Linked DNA regions of Rattus norvegicus: region 1 is linked to region 2. Evidence: chromatin contacts called from public Hi-C data. All regions are on one chromosome and are shown on one strand. The core of a region is the stretch at or near the end of the contact, and the rest is flanking DNA. Distances in the headings are between cores, read along the strand shown. Region 1 overlaps LOC134485579 (a long non-coding RNA gene). Region 2 has its middle 6.6 kb from the start of Hmgcr.

Region 1 (5,560 bases), core at 442-2,941, 290 kb before region 2:
CACCTACCCAATATATATTATTATGAGTTCTTTATACATAAGTTTTTCTTACATATGCAAAGGCACAATTCGTAAAACAAATATGGTAAGGTATTAGCAGCAGCTAAATAGAACAGTTATAACAATAGAAGGCGGGCCACACCCTCTCTCTCTGCTCACGTGGTGCTCCCATGGGACGTGCGGTATTTGTGTGGTGAGGTAAATGACGTTAGGTATTGTGATGTAACAGAGTGTCGTTGAGCTTCTGGTGTGACATCAAACTTATAAACTGTCTCTCTCTGGAATCTTCCATTTAGTATTTTGGGATCAAATTTGGCCGCGTGTAACTGAAACCACAGAGAGAAAATGAAGGGGGAAGGGTTGAGAGCCTTCTAGCTTTATGAAGATCTTGCCTTTCCATCCCTCCTCTCTCCGCTATACAGGCAGAGCTCTCCACTCACAAGCACTGTCAGAAACGGGTTAGACTCAGTGGTTCTCGACCTATGGGTCACAGGGGTCACATATCAGATCTGCATACCAGCTGTTAACATTCCCATTGATAAAAGTAGTAACATTACAGTTACGGAGTAGCCATTAAAATAATCTTACAGTTGGAGGCCATCACAACAAGAAGAATTGTATTAGGGATTGGGGATTTAGCTCTCAGTGGTAGAGCGCTTGCCTAGGAAGCGCAAGGCCCTGGGTTCGGTCCCCAGCTCCAAAAAAAAAAGAACCAAAAAAAAAAAAAAAAAAGAAGAAGAAGAAGAATTGTATTAGAGAGTCGCAGGAAGGTTGAGAACCACTGAGTTTCTGCTGACTGGCCTCCGAAGTCCTTATTTGTCACATCAGCGAGTTAGAAGATTTGGAATATCAGATATCTAAACTTGGACAGAAGCTGGATGTTTCTAGGACACATATGAAATAAAGATCGAATTCCCATGGGGTTAAAGAATTTGGCAAGTATGAAACATATACTTTCTCTCAGTGGTGATTTTAGTAGTACGGTTATCTAATCCCCACCCCCATTCCATCTAAGAATTTATTATCTTCTGTTCTTGGTGGAGCTTAAGATTCAATTTGGGCTTAAGTGAGCTACTGACCCAAAGCTGAACTGACAAACTTGAGGGCACCTTAGTAACTGTACCCCACAACTGCATTTACCACTTATCTTTGTTGTCTGAGAACACAGAACCAGCAGTCAGGAGCGCTGCCTGCCCCCACCAGCGAGGAAGCCCCACAGGAGCCCAGGGCTGTAGTTAAAGTGCACACTCAGCATCCTGCTGGCCAGAGCTTCCGAGAGCTTCCCAGAGCTTCCTGGAGCTCCGAGAACTCCTAGGTCTCAAGACACTTTTCTCTGCAAACTGATCATTGCTGAGGTCAGATCGTATGCAGGAACTCAGAAACTCTACCAGAAATAGAAGGTGCTCCAAAACCTAGGCAGGGACTTCAAAGCCACAAAACCGAGGATCAGGAGGAGGGTGGTGCCCGCAGAGTCCTTCCCCTAATAAAATACAAAAAGCTCACTCTGAGGTCTGTGTGGCTCTGGCAGTTCAGAATGTGCCACCACTTCCCCCAAGTCCACTGCGACTCTGAAAGTGCCCCACAGGAAGCTGAGGATTTCCAGAGACCAAAACCATTTGCTCAGTAGATCTGCATGGATAACTAAATTCCTCATGCATGCCCAAGCGGCCAGCGTGGGTGGCAGACATCCTGATGATGAAAGATGGCTGTTGGACTCCAAGGGTGGTTGCCTAATTGTTAGTTGGAGCCGAGGTAAAGCAACAGCAGGACACGGTGGGGGCTGAAAACACTGTAGAAGCCTGCCGCTTCCTGTCACTTTATTGTGCCACTGTGGGCTCCTGGGCCACTTCGTTCTTTCTGCTAATTTTCCTCATTTATAAAATGCTAAAAGCGCCCAGTTCCTGGGGTGCCATATAACTACTGTGGTGTTGTCAACTCGGAGGGCTGCTGGGAGATCTTTTAAAGTGATGGTTATAAACGGGAAAAGGCTGGTAACTGTTTAACGACAAGCTCTCTGGAGAGGGAGCTCTGTGTATAATGCTGGCTGATTTTCATGGGTCACGTGCTCCCTCCTCGGCTGATAGCAGGCTACTAATGGGAACACAGCTGTCGCTTACCGTTCTAGTATGAAACTCGGAGGGGAGGAGGTGGTCGAGGTTGGCACTTGAGAGCTGGGGCTGGCACGCTACAGGGGACAGTGCGCAGATGCTAAATGAGAGATAGTTGGGAGGTGGTCATGGTGAGGGGACTAAAATGGATACCAGGTCTGAAGAACCGCTGGGTGGACAGAGACAGGTCCACAGACAACTTGAACTTTGGTTTGCAGACATAATGGAGAACTCAAGAGACAGTTTTGTAGATGCCCCCCAGGGAAGAAATACAGAATTTGGGGCTGAGGAGACAGCTCAAAGGAGTAATTGCCCCAGGAGGGTGAGGACAGGAGCCTGTTCCCCCAGCACCCATGTAAATATCAGACAGAGAGGGTGATCCTCTCAACACTTGAGAATTAGAGACAGAAGACTCTGGAGCAAGCGAACTGGCTACACTAGCCGAATTTTCAAGGTCTGGATCAATATCTAAGGGGAGGGCTACCAAGGAAGACACTGATACCAATCTCTGGCCTCTACCTGCATGAGTACATATATGCATGCACACTTGCACATGCATGTCCACACATACATAAACATGCATGAATACATATGCCTGCACCACACATATTTGCTTGCAAAAAAAAAAAAAAGGAGAAAAAGTTCAACCAACCAGAAGCGGCCAACACATTTATAATTCTATAACTAAGGATTTTTCTAGTAAGATAAAGCAGGTAAAGCGACCGTGTAACTACGGCCAACAAGTATGTCTTTATTTCTGTTTCATTTTTGGCAGAGACTGGCCTTTGTATCACTGGTTTTTGGGGCTCCATTAGTGTAGGGCTGCATGGTGCCCTCCCTACAGCACCCAGTACTCATTATCAAGGTCTCCATGGACAGCGCCATCCTAAGGTTGTGCCTAGGGCTGTGGGACACCATCCCCTTTGCCCTATGGCAGTTCCAGAATGATCAAGGCTCTCAGGGCAGAGGTGGCAAGTCACAGGGTTTGCCAGAGACGCTTTGCAAACAGATCAGCCATGACGAGGAGGGAAAACTAGCACCTGTGGTTAGATTGAACCTGCTCTCGCTTCCTTTTCCTCTTGCTGTTGATTCTTGGCTTGAGGAATATGATTTGGCTCAGATCCCGCTGGCCTTCTGCAAGCATAAAATGTAAGCGTGTTGATTCCTTTGTCACTCCTGTTACTTGCCCGTCACTCACTGGACACTGGGGACAGTAGAGTGTTACGGAAAAGCCGCTTCTCTGCTTCCCTACACACAAGTGTTCTTTGGTTTCAGATGACGTTGTGCACACCAGCCAAGAAAGGTCTGTCCACGAGAGGCTGTTGACTTGTTTATCGCTGGCTCTCCCCACCCCGCCGCCTTTCATTTTATTTTCCTAGTGACTCAAGTGGCTGAGTCTGATCTGAATACTTGGTCCATTCACTAAGTTTACCAAAATAATTTCCAAAAGACTACTACATTTTTCTTTTCTCCTAGAACTGTAGATCCTCAGATCTTTGAAGACGGAGGTGTCAGGGATTCTCTGCATGGTACATTTAGCCCTGAGGAAATTGGACTCACCCCTGACTGAAGGAATTCGGGCAAGCCCATTTGGATCAGCGTTTGCATAAGATTAAACCCCTTTCTGGAGTTTGTGTTTAGAGAGACTATCTCAACCCCATTGCCGGGGACAGGCAATGCCAGGTGAGGAGAAAAACTGGGAGAAATAGTGATTTTATATGTCAGCCATAGGGTACCCAGATATTTGGTCAGCCACTGTTCAGAGCTTTCTCTATTTTTAAAAAAATTAAATTTTATTTATTGTGTGCATGTATGTGTGTCTGTGTGGAAACACATGTGTCCCACAGCATGTGTAGAGGTCTGAAAACCTGTAGCTTTCTCTTCCTATCACCTGGGCTCCAGGGATCAAATCCAAATCCTCAAGATTGGCAGAGGTGCCCGTTCTGAGATCTCTCTGACCACGTTTTTTGAACAGGTTTAACAGCTCAAAAATCCAAGGAAAGCAGATGGTCTTCCCTAATGTAGGTGGTCCGCACCCATTGCATTTAGCCCTGGATAGCGCAAAGGGTTGGCTCTCCCCTAAATAGAAGGGAATTCTTCCCTTTTTCGGCTCCTTTTCAGATGGCCCTTCACTGGCCCAGGGCCTTTGGACTTTGTCTTAGTCAGGGTTTCTATGCTGTGATGAAACACTATGACCAAAACTACCTTGTTTACAGTTCCACATCACAGTCTGACATGTAAGAGTAGACTCAAGGCAGAAATCCCGGAGGGAGGTACTGAAGCAGAGGCCGTGGGGTGCTGTTTACAGGCTTACCCCCAAGCACAGGTACACAGCACCACTCCCTGTGGGATGGGCCCACTCATCCATCACTAATTTAAACATGCACTGGGAGCCTGCTGATTGGACAATTGTCTTTACCAAATAACTGGTGTAAAACTTGCCAGTGCAGGCTTGAACTGGAACATCCGCTGTCTTGGGTGTCAGTCCTGTTGGCTTTCAGGGTGACACTCTGCCATCAGCTGTCCTGGGTCTCCGTCTCGTACTGGCACACTGTCAGTGTCATGGCCACAGAAACCAACCCCTTATAATGCTTCCCCTCTTCCCCCATGTGATGCACTTGCACAGGTGATGTCGTCATGTGGAGGAGCTGAGGAACGTCCAGCTTGTTCACCAAGCTCTTGATAAACTACACAGTTCTGTACTTTATAACATACGTAACCCTTGATGATGGCAATAAATGACCGTGTTAACGGTTCATGTCATTACTGTGCTGTATCTTTATTGTTATTAATTATACTTTTTTAAAAAATTGTTTGACATCCTACACTTGGAGATCTAAAGCAGATAGATTGTACATTGTAGGCTACTCCGGGCTATGTAACAATAGCCTACCTAAAAAAGAAAGAGAGAGAGAAAAAATAAAGAGGAGAAGAGTGGGAAGGAAGGAAGGCTAGGCGCACCGACTTCCCTTGGTCTCCACTTCACTGTAGTTTCCCTCTTTAGATGTGTTTAGCTATTCAGATCCTCTCTGCTGTGTTATAAACACAGCATTCAGGGCAATCACATGCTGACATTTTTGTGCCACCTCAGCTTGTGTTAGTACACTCTGTGACGTTCACACAACGTCAAAATGAACTGACAACAGTTTTCCTTCATTCACTTTTAAGGCAGAGTTTTGTAGTACAGACTGGATTGGCCTGGAATTCACTATGCAGTCTAAACAATCCTCCTGTTCCAGCTTCTCTCTCTCTCCTCTCTCTCTCTCTCTCTCTCTCTCTCTCTCTCTCTCTCTCTCTCTGTCCCTGGAAATCTTGACTTACAAAATACTTCTTTCCGATAGCTTCTAGAACTCCATCCTCTCCTTTTAAGTCCCAAACTTCTTTGATTACCTTGGTCGTTTTCCCTACTGTCAGAAGACAGACAGGAGGGAGAGGGGAGGAAACAACAGAAG
Region 2 (5,728 bases), core at 281-2,780:
TCTGCTGTGATTCACTGTGGACAGAAATGACTCATCATGAGTAGGTAAATTTAGAACCCGGCTGCAGAGAACAGAGTGGTTTGTGTCTATAAACCAGGTAAAGGCCAATTATTACGAAATAAAACCGGGTCCACACCCCACAATACACGTAAGAATAGATTCCAAAGGGAACAGAGAAATTATAATAAAGAATGAAATCAGACAAGTACTAAGATAAAACACAGATGAAAGAAATTATTAGTGAGTGTGAAGAAAGGATAACCATAATTCAAAAGTCAGATACAACAAGAGGAAACTCTACCCTTTAAAACAACAACAACAACAAAACAAAAAACCCCTGGGGCTAAGAGAATCACTTGGTTGGTAAAGTACTTTCTGCACAAGTGTGAGGATCTGAGTTTGGATCCCTGGAACCCACATAAAAGTCAGGCTTAGCAGCATGTGCCTGTAATCCCAGTGCTAGGAAGACAAAGACGGCACCATGGCAAGTCAGTCTAGCAGAATCTGCAAGTACCAGGTTCAGTGAGAGAGAAAGAGACCTTGTCTAAAAACCTAAGGAGAGTTGAAGAACACAGTTGACACCAGCCTCTGATCTCCACATATTTATTTATGCACATAAGCACAAGTGGGCCATCACGCACGAATGCACAGAGAGAGAGAGAGAGAGAGAGAGGAGAGAGAGAGAGAGAGAGAGAGAGAGAGAGAGAGAGAGAGCCAGAAACCACCATGAAGAAAACTCAAAAAGAAAGATTTGGAATGCGTCTCAGTGGTAGAATTTCTAGCATGTCTGTGAGCCTGGGATTCTGTGAGCCATTTCCTCTTCCACATCAAAAATAAAACAAGAGATAGACATGAAGAAAATATCTTCAAAATATACCCCAAATAGTAGGCCAATACTCATGACAACAAGAAAATCTCAAACCCATTGTATAGAGAGGAGTGGCGGCGGCAATCGACCATTGTGATTTTGTAGTGTCTATGTTAGCAGCAGGCAGTAGCCTTTCCTGCCCTGCTCTACTCATTTAAGGAATTAATAGCCATGCCTCAAAAGCAGGAAGGCCAGAATGCTGAGCCGTCTACAGATAGATTCCTTCCGGTACTAAGGCAATTTTTCAGACCTAGTGTGAATAAGAACTTCTGTCAAATCTGCGCACATAAAATATGCATACTCTATTTTGAGAAATAGGGACTTCCAGGGTATTTTTCACTCTGACATTTTCCATCCTGGGTTTTTGTTTTGTTCCCAAGCCTGTGATCTGCTGGCGTGCCTTTCTCTTTCTGAATTTATTTTAGAACGTAACTCCCACAAACAATGTGTCTCCTCTCTTGGCAAAGATGAGCTGCCAGACATTGGAGGTACGGTAACCCAGCTGTGTGTAGGGCTCCATGAATTCCTACCTAAGCCGTGCTCTGGCTCCCTTGTCCTTCCTTTGAAAAACTCCCTGACAGAAGCTCTGCTGGGTTCACTACACTGGACACGTTCCTGCCAGTAATGTTCGTGGAAAGAGTGAAAGGTCAGTTATTTTAAGAACCATCAGCAAATACGTGCATTGATCGATTTCCGTGTGTTAGCCGGGGAACTGCCTAGCCACCAGGTAAGGGAACCAAGTGGGTCGAGCAAAGTCAAGATGCCCTTCTCTGTCTATTTTTATTCCCATAACAGAACACCCAGTACTTGGTGATATACAAAGAGGTTTAAGTGGTTCTCGATTCTGGCAGTTGGAAAACCATATCATAACACAACTCAGGCCAAATCTCAGTACAGGGACAAAGCAGGAAGAGCACCCACCATGGGTAGCACACAGGCCAGCCTCACATTCTAACAGCCTACACTCAAAAAAAAAAAAAGATTTTTGAAATTATTTTGTGTGTGTGGAAGTCTGTCTACATGTAAGTTTGTGCACCACCGAAGAGGGCGTCAGATCACCCGGGACTAGCGGTTTTCTTGTTGTTGTTTGAGATAGGATTTCTCTGTGTGGACCAGGCTGGCCTTGAACTCAGAGACCTGTTTGCCTCTGCCTTCCCAGTGCTGTTATTAGACGTATTCGCTACCATTGCCTGCCTGATGGTTGATGTCTTAGTTTGGGTTTTATCGCCGTGAGGAGACACCGTGACCGAGGCAACTTTTTTTTTGTTCCGTCTTTATTAACTTGAGTATTTCTTATTTACATTTCGATTGTTATTCCCCCTTCCTGGTTTCCGGGCCAACATCCCCCTAGCCCCCCCCTTCTCTATGGGTGTTCCCCTCCCCATCCTCCCCCCATTACCGCCCTCCCCCCAACAGTCATGTTCACTGGGGGTTCAGTCTTAGCAGGACCCAGGGCTTCCCCTTCCACTGCTGCTCTTACTAGGATATTCATTGCTACCTATGAGGTCAGAGTCCAGGGTCAGTCCATGTATAGTCTTTAGTTAGTGGCTTAGTCCCTGGAAGCTCTGGTTGCTTGGCATTGTTGTTCATATGGGGTCTCGAGCCCCTTCAAGCTCTTCCAGTCCTTTCTCTGATTCCTTCAATGGGGGTCCTGTTCTCAGTTCAGTGGTTTGCTGCTGGCATTCGCCTCTGTATTTGCTGTATTCTGGCTGTGTCTCTCAGGAGAGATCTACATCCGGTTCCTGTCAGCCTGCACTTCTTTGCTTCATCCATCTTATCTAGTTTGGTGGCTGTATATGTATGGGCCACAACTTTCATAAAGGAAAACATTTCCTTGGGAGCTGGATTTCCGTTTTAGAGGCTTAGTCCATCATCATCGTGGCAGGACACATAGCAGCAGGCAGGCAGACGTGATGCTGGAGAAGGAGCTGAGAGTTCCACATCTTGATCCGAAAGCAGCAGAGGAGACTGTGTGCCTCGCTGGGTGGAGTTTGAGCCTAGGAGAGCACAGAGCCCACCCCCTACGGTGACACGCTTCCTCCACAAAGGTGGTGGTGACAGCTATGCTGCATTTGGAAATTATGGTGGACAATAGCAATTAAATAATGGACTCAGGAAGGGGGCAGTGGGGGTGGAGGACAGTCAGGTAGACCCTATGGTGATGGTTATGGATCTGGTGGTACAAGTGGTGGATAGGGTAACGATGGTTCTAAGACTACCAGAGAAGGGCTACAGCATGCACCAGGAGGTGTTAGGGCTGCAGGTCACTTTGAGACATCCTCCCAAACTGTGAAAGTCTGCCACAGAAGGAGCCGTGAGTCGTAGGAAGGTTGATGTCACTTAAAACAGGAATCTCTCCTTGCTCAGGACTATCCCACCCACAGTCTGCAAAGAGTTCCCTGATTCTGCAGTGCAAATGTAGTGTCAATTAGATGTGCACTCCTGGGGCCTTTTATCTCTTGAAGTTTTTCTTTTTATTATCTCAGGTATATACCCTGTAAATTACAGTAGTGCTACCACGAATAAAGAAAAAATAAGAAATTTTCTATTAAAAAAAAAAAAAAAACCTAGGTTCTGTGAAAAATCGATGAACCCTGTCCAAAAGCAATGCTCTTGTGACCATCGGACCATTCCCCATCTTCCTCTGTTAAATACTTGGCTTGACAAGGTTTGTAACCCATTCATTTGCCACAGAAGGGAAAAGTTAGCTTTTAGGAGTGCTGTTAGGCACCTGGGGGTATTTTTCCAAGAACAGTTCATAGCATATTCCTGTTGAAGAAGCAAAACTTCCTAAGTCTGGGAAGCACAGAGTAGGTGCAGATCCCTGGGGAGGAATACGGGTTTCTGGGAATGAGAAGACTGGGCAGGGCTGACTGGAACCTGGGGCTTGGGAAGGAAGCACTGGGACTTGCAGCTTGAGCTCAGTCCAGCTTGGACAAATGATGTGTAAACAACCAGATTCCTTCCCTGAGGAACCCTCACGGATGTAAGAAAGTTCAGAGTGCGGGCAGCTCACGGGACAGAACCTCACTAGCTCCAAGAACCTGGTATTGGGAAAATGTAGACGAACAAGGAAGGAGTCAGTACGATACAGAAGTCAGAACCTGCAGACTGCCCAAGGAGATGCTGCCACTCTCTCATCTGAGAGCGAGAGACGGAGGAGGCCGGCGACACCTTTCATGCTGTTGAGGCTTAACTGTGAGCGTCTTTTGTTAGTTTCCCCGGATACTTCCTTGTGTTGGACCATGTATCACGTTACACATTTTTTTTTTTAGTATATTTAGCTTTAAGTCAATTCTAGGTGATTTTAAGCTAATGTTTATAATACTCATTTGATAATGGGTTTGTGTCATTTCATGTCTTGTTTGTTTGTTTACTGTCTCAGATCCTGACAGTACTGTTGTTTCGTGACTTTCAGCGATTAGTGACTCTACTGGGTTCTTGGTGGGTATTTCCCGCTCCTAGGATACCGTGGAAGCTACAGAAATGGAGCGCTCTTCGGTTTTGATCTGGACACATCATAGCCAGAGATACACATAATTGTAGTTCAAGATGTAGACTGAAACCAGAGCTGACTCTGGGGGTGGCTCCACATTGCTATTTGCTTTCCTTTTTCCTCCTGCAAGGGGATTAAAACATATGTGTGTGGGGGCTGTAGTTACTATGAGTTCAAGGTGACCTCTCATGGTGACAGATACTGTTTGTGACTCCATGATGACTAGCCCAGAGCCGGACTTTTCCCATCGTGGTCATTTTTACTGTCAGAAGTATAGCTGCTCTTAGGCCTCTTCTGGTTCTGCCTGTGCAGGGATCCATCCAGATAGCACCTGAGCTGCCCAGCTAAGAGTAGATCGTCTTTTACCCCCAAAGCCATCAGTGCTAACCTTGTTTACCCTACTTTTATTTGGGGCTCCCTGCTTCTGTGTAGACAATCTCCTTATACTTTGCAATTCATAGAATTAGGGCCTTGGACTTACCTGCAACAGTAGTTCTATTTTAAGACGTTTTCTGCCTGTGTATTTCCCTAAGCCATTGCTCTTCAGTTTCTCTCTCAGTGGGATTGCTCAGGAAAACCTGAGGCGGGCCCCTTGGACCATTATGAAACAACTGTCATTTTTGACTCTTACCTGACAAGGTCATACCCAGTTCTCTACAAGCTTGTTCTGGATTCAGACCTCTTGATTATTCTATTGGGAGCTTTCGAGAGGCATGGCTGAGCCAGCTGGAGAGAGACTGGGATAGAAAGAAGGAAGGTCTGTAAAAGAAAGGGAGCTGGCTCTTTGCAAAAATAGCTGGCTAGGGTCTTTAAATGCCTGCATTCATTCAATGGCTCTTTGCAAAAGAGGGTCTTTAAATGCCCGCACTCATTCAATGGGGACAGGACAAAGTTGTCACCAAGAGGGAAGCAAGGCTCATGTTTGGGTCAAAACTAGCTTTTCCTTGTTCTGCCTCCAACTGTTATTTCATTAATTATCCCGTGAACAAGTCACCTTGGTGAAAATTCATTAAGAACCCCTCCCCCCAGCCTAGGGGCTGCTGAGGCAGGAGACTCTTAAGTTGGAAAGCAGCCTGAGTTATTAGTGAGGTCTCTTTTCAAAGGACAACTCAGAACAAAACAAACTCAGGTAAGGACACTCATCTCTGACCCCACGGACGTGCCATCTGCAGGTATATGAGTAATTTCTATGGGAAATCAAACCCTACCGCAGCCCAGAATACCTATGCATGCAACCCAATATTAAATTGTAAACTTATTTAGTGGTATAGGATTGTTCACATGTCTTCTTATTGTGCAATTCTTTGTAGATGACAATTTCTTGCCACAATGTCAAAGCATTGAAATCACGTACATTCAAGACC

What was found. A called contact is a pair of places that touch in the nucleus more often than the background predicts.
Region 1: a contact with region 2 is called in a Hi-C map of liver, with 4 times the contacts expected there. The contact joins two enhancer-like sites. A contact is called at or near these places in 2 of 12 Hi-C or Micro-C datasets (kidney and liver).

The regions. Positions count from the first base shown.
Region 1 is chr2:30,047,697-30,053,256 of GRCr8, reverse strand. The region is part of intron 2 of LOC134485579 (a long non-coding RNA gene); the gene reads right to left. Among named protein-coding and RNA genes, the nearest start is that of Gcnt4, 62 kb to the right of the region's middle. Within about 2 kb of position 1,691, at least 15 of the 93 cell types and tissues checked have an H3K27ac peak or open chromatin away from gene starts, as enhancers often do. A contact at or near this core is called in liver, where this site is marked.
Region 2 is chr2:29,757,408-29,763,135 of GRCr8, reverse strand. No RefSeq gene overlaps it. Among named protein-coding and RNA genes, the nearest start is that of Hmgcr, 6.6 kb to the right of the region's middle. Within about 2 kb of position 1,530, at least 13 of the 93 cell types and tissues checked have an H3K27ac peak or open chromatin away from gene starts, as enhancers often do. A contact at or near this core is called in liver, where this site is marked.